Regions from separate parts of the Bombyx mori genome. Here region 2 is linked to region 1. The links are chromatin contacts, called in public Hi-C maps. All regions are on one chromosome and are shown on one strand. Each heading gives the region's core, a stretch centred on a gene start, on an enhancer-like site or on the middle of the called end of the contact. The rest is flanking DNA. Distances are from core to core; before and after follow the strand shown. Region 1 holds the start of LOC101736147 (myotubularin-related protein 2). Region 2 overlaps LOC101742892 (formin-binding protein 1-like).

Region 1 (2,706 bases), core at 74-2,573:
TTAATGACTTCATTTTGATTTGTATTTGGACTGTGTAGGTATCAGGATTGTGTAGGTATCATATCAATTTCACCAAAAAGCCTTGTACACCAAAATAGCTTATGGATAGTTTTCTCAACCAGGATTGTGTAGGTACCATATCAATTTCACCAAAAAGCAGGTGTACAAGACACCAAAATAGCTTATGAATAGTTGTCTCACATTCCTCACCATTAACACTGGAGAGACATCTGCATCATTAAATAGCCTGTTACCAGTGTGTACAATTTTATTATAGCATACCAAGAGGTCCTTTAATTAAAACAAATGAGGATAAGTTAATTGCACCATTCATTTTTATAAGGCCATCCTTAGTTATTTATAATCTGTGTTGATTAATAAAATGTTGATTTAGGATATAAAGGGTATGAATAATTATAGTTCTAATGCTTTTATAACAGAATCTTTGCAGACCAGTTCCATTGCCTCCATTTCTTATAGAACTATTTCTCATTTAAACAAGCTAGGCTGTAACAGATTACTTTTGTAAAAAATATAAAATATAAATATAAAATAATACTCACAACCCCCAGTGGCACACTCAATGTACCTAGAGTAGCACTAGGATCAGTTGGTCTAAAGTGAAGTTGATAGTTTGTCACTTTCAGGACTCCCCTCGTTGGTCCACTGTATGGGCACAAATAAGTTACATCACGAGCTACACTTGTAACCTTTTCACCATCCAACAGCTGTATATCTCCGAGGACATGGGGCTAGAAAGAAAATTAAATATTTTATTTTCAATTAGGTTTATTAGATATTTCTTTCTTTTCTAATTTTTTTAATACTAGCCTTAAAGAGCTCAGAATGAAACTTTTGACTATGAATTTGATTAACAAACAAGCAGACATGTATAGCTCTAGATTTACTGAAAGCGGTACGACAGTCTCTTTGAGTAGCCATTCTGAGATTACAAACAATTATCGTCAGAAGGTGAACCTAAACTAAAACTGAGTTAAAACTGCAGGAAATAACGGCCTGCAATAAAATTCAATAAGAATAAATTAATCGTTTTAGGAAACTTACGGAGTCCTGTCCGTGTTTAGAATTCAAAGAACTTGATTTAGAATCAGAATCCAATGAATCAGAACTTGCATTCTTGGATAGCGAAAAGTCGGAACTTAATAGTTCTGAACTGTTATGTTTATCCATTATTGAATAACAATATATTTTATTGTCTAGTACCAATTTAAAGAGAAGAATTTTGACAAAATAAAGTTTAAAATATGTCCAAACATTCAATTCCCTATTCAGCGAACTTCATTTTTTTAACGCGTTCCAGTTCCTCCTGTCATTATTTCAATCTTTAGCATTTAATGCCGGATTTACACGCAAGTCCGAAGCCTCAAGCATCTGCAAACAAGCAAAGCTGAAGTTGTTTTTCTTGGGATGAATTTATTGTTGATGACTCGGAAATCTTTCCAGCCTCGCCAGTTTGGATGAGCGAACAAGGGCACGCCAGAAAGCGTAGGGTTTGCTATTTGCCTAAGAGCCTACGAAAAAAATATACCAGCACAAGTTAAATTGCTTCCGATTATCTTAACTGCCGAATCGGAGCAATGACTCGCGGAGAAAATTTGGTGAGAAACTCAGTGGGATGATGCTATGGGTTAAGTAGTAAGTACCCCGTAGAATCCTTCGATGAGTTCAACAAGTTCACTGATCTGTTTTTTGGCGGCAGGAAACAGATAGTGTTAAAAATAGATGCTACGAAGCTCTGCTCTTGCTAGGGCTAGTGTTAGCAACATCCTCAGGTTGGAGCCCAGTGATCTCACCTAATCCCCCGGTCACGCTGACATAGCAGCTTAGTTAGCAGCGGCCACATTAACTTACAGTTATGGTCGAGGCCTAAAGTGTCGTAAATATATTTCACATACCAGGATATTTCAATGAATTACCTACAGGAGCGGTACTGTAGAGCTTTGAGAGCGTCTATGTGAGTAAGGGCCGCATGAACGAACCACATTCACATAGGGCAAATACTGCCATGGACGAAAGAAAGTCTGATCGCAGACTAAGTAGGTTTCGGTGGAGTGCGAATCGTAAGCCTAAACAAAGTTGTGCAAAAACAAAGTGTTTTATTAATTTCCTAATGTCATCAGGCTGTTTGAAGAGGTACAGGAAGTCCTCTGCCACTACTCGTTTTGATAGCCTGTCTAATATTCAAGGTAACCTAGGATCCAAGGTGTTGGACCGGATTATAAACTAAAACTGAGTGATATTCCAACAAAATATATTACTATTTCCGTTACTAAGTAACTAAAAGCTATTTTATTTATTTATTTACTCAATTTAATTTTAATAACAGTTAATAAACACTAAAATCAATATACAGATCAGTATGTTATGTTGGTAATGTGAGAATTGATTTAACATTCTGAGAAACAAATGGTTGCCTCGGAGCTCCACTAAAAAAATTAAAAAATTGCAATACAATGTTGAATTTACCAGAAAGTATCAGTAGAAGCACCTATTTTACTTATATGCAAAGTGAAAATTTAGAGCCAGCAAGAAAATTAAAATCAGAAAATTTTGATTGGGATGCTCAACATCCAAAATCCTTAGTTTCTATTTGCATTACTAAGTTAGCAGAGAGTTGGATTGGTGAGTATAACAATAAGCAAAATGAGATTTATGATTTTTGAAAATTCGAAAAAAACCGAGCAC
Region 2 (2,824 bases), core at 38-2,537, 62 kb after region 1:
CGTCAGCAGTGCCAGGGCAGAGCTAAACCGCTGCCTACCGTTAAGTACACTCCACAAGCCTCGTGTTGCGTCTCATTTCTGATAGGTATCTTGAGGTGGCCAGGAAAATTAATAAATGCGTTTACTTATTTAACTACTAATTATATTGGTTTTAATTAGTTTACGTAAATAGAATTGACATGCGCGTGCATCTTTTTTCTTCGTGTATAATTTTTAAAATTTTGACAATTGGTGCCACTATGGCGTTTCCTAATTTGTTATTGGTTCGTGCGATATGACGTCATCGTTGCCCAATCACAGCTATCAATGTATGACGCGACGTTGAGTCGTTAACACCTCGTTTGCAGAAGGACATGTCATAGCGCTCGGGAAACACCGTGGAGGGGTAGCCTATTCTAAAGCCCGAAATAAATAAAATATAATCATAATTTATTATCAACCATTTGAGTGCTGAGCTGAGAGTTTCACTTTGCAGAAATTGCTAAAGGATTCTTGAAAAAAAGTACCTGATGAAAACCTTTAATTTTAACATTAAATTTAATGATAATAGATTTGAATTTGTTTCAATCGAATAAGCATAATAATTTGTTTGCATTACCTAATGGAAAAAATAAAAAGTGACGTTTTGTGAGACGTCATTTTTATTTGGACAACACACACTCGACGCATTTACCGACTTTATTTCTAGAGCCCATTGGATTCGCACATTCCATGCGTACTGTATGCACACATTACATCTTGTCACGATAGGCAGTAATATCACGAGAACAGATATTTTAATACATAAGATTTTAAAGATAAAACGTAACCTGTAAAGTCAAACAAAGTTGAGCATGAAATAGCATAATAATGTATGTCATCGTTAGAAAATTGCAGTTTTTACTCTAAAAATATAATGTGTAGCAAAGTCGAGTTGCCATAATTGGACCCCATAGACACAGCCCACTGAGTTTCTCGCCGGATCTTCTCAGTGGGTCGCGTTTCCGATCCGTTGGTAGGTTCTGCGAAGCACTGCTCTTGCTAAGGTCAGTGTTAGCATCACTCCGGTTTGAGCCCCGTGAGCTCACCTACTAGTTACGCTGAAATAGCCTCTCCAGGCTATTAGCTTAGGTAGAGAAAAAATAATAATAATATTTGGACTATCGTTTGTTCCAGTATCGGTTCGAACAGCGAGTCCCTGTCCCGCTCGGCGTCGGAGTCGTCTGTGAGTACGGGCACGGGCACGGGCGGAGGGGCGGGGGTGCGCGCGGCGGGAGGCTCGCCCGAGTCCGGCCTGGGCGGGGAGCTCGCCGCCGCACACACAGACCACGCCAACGGCGAGCACGACCAGGACGACCGCGAGTCCGACCTCGACTACTACTACTGCGAGCCCGACCTGCAACCCGTCGGCTACTGCAAGGCGCTTTATGCCTTCGAAGGTGAGCGTTGCCGTACATACCAATTTATATTTTTTATTAAGAGATTTTATGCCCCGGTAACTAAGACCTTTAGGTCAAGTCTTTATTTTAATCCTGAAAATGATGATATGAAGTGTAATGAAATGAAGTTGATTAATATGAAACATGGCATGAAATGAAATGAGATGAGATGATATGGTATGAAATATAATCTCAGTAAAATGGTGGTCATTTATTGAGAATTTTCTAGTGGATTTTTTTTGAGGATTCCGAGAATTGCCACGTTTGTGCGCTTTCACAGATACCAAAACTGTTAATAAACCACCGTTATTACGCATTTAAACTGAAGGAACACTAAATAGACAAAAAAAAATAAAAAATTGAAACAAAAAATTAAAGAAATTTAAATTCAACTAAAAAATGAAAAATAAATAATAGTTTAATAAAACTAAAAAACACGCTTTATATAAAATTCAACTAAAAATAGATAATAAATTTAAATTGAAAATAGTGTAAAAAATTTTTTTATTGTAAAATAAAAAAACATTTTTTAGTTGAATATCAATTTTTCATTTTTTTTTCAATTTAAAAAATGTATATAATTGAAAAAAAATTATTAATAATATATTTTTTAAGATTTTTTTAAATATTGAATTGTCATTGGTCCTCGATAAATCTACAAAGTCTGAATGAAGTCTGGCCGTTTAAAGTGGGTCAAAATCGCGTATAAAGAAGTCAGTTACAAACACAAAGATACATACAAGTGAAGCTAACATAAAGCGTGTAATAAAACAGATCACACAACTTCACTCCTCACGTTCCGCCATAAAGTCCCCACCATACCAACACTGTTCTATAAGCAAACATAGCGGCGCTCACGCCAGTTTCGGTTGTGCAGGTATCGGCAGCGGGTCCACGATGCGGATGGAGTGCGGCGAGCAGCTGCTGGTGCTGGAGACGGACGCGGGGGACGGCTGGACGCGCGTGCGCCGCAACCGCACCCGCGAGGAGGGGTTCGTGCCCACAACGTACATCGCGACCACGCTCTACTCCGACGCGCAACACTAGCCGGTCAGTTACATACACTCTACTTACATTTTTGTTATCAGTGTTGCCAGCATTCTGAATTCTCTCCCACTAAGACGTACAATCCATTCCACTAAAAAACCACTAACTCGCTCTGGTGGATTTTATTAAAAACACTAGCGACCCGCCCTCGCTTCGCTTCGGGAACATTAAATTTTAGTATTGATAGGCGAAGCCCGCCATGTTGCACGCGGTACGACAATAACTGCGGGTGACGCCGCGGGGTGAAGCTAGTCTAAAAAAAGTAGCCTAAGTTACTTCTTATATCATCAGCTACCTATTAGTGAAAGTGTCATCAAAATCGGTCCACCCGTTCTAGAGATTAGCCGGAACAAACAGAC

What was found. Hi-C and Micro-C count contacts between places; a contact is called where the count stands out from the background.
Region 2: a Hi-C map of midgut shows a contact between it and region 1, with 1.8 times the contacts expected there. The contact joins the enhancer-like site here to the promoter of LOC101736147 in region 1. A contact is called at or near these places in 2 of 7 Hi-C or Micro-C datasets (midgut and whole pupa).

What each region holds. Positions count from the first base shown.
Region 1 is chr15:6,469,388-6,472,093 of ASM3026992v2, forward strand. It overlaps LOC101736147 (myotubularin-related protein 2), which reads right to left and starts at 1,324. Exons shown (of 12, transcript XM_038015655.2): 1 at 1,066-1,324; 2 at 564-752. The coding sequence starts at 1,191.
Region 2 is chr15:6,531,909-6,534,732 of ASM3026992v2, forward strand. LOC101742892 (formin-binding protein 1-like) reads left to right here. Exons shown (of 14, transcript XM_004928501.4): 12 at 1,156-1,418; 13 at 2,296-2,468. The coding sequence ends at 2,465. Among protein-coding and RNA genes, the nearest start is that of LOC101735884, 8.1 kb to the right of the region's middle. Within about 2 kb of position 1,288, at least 5 of the 8 cell types and tissues checked have open chromatin away from gene starts, as enhancers often do.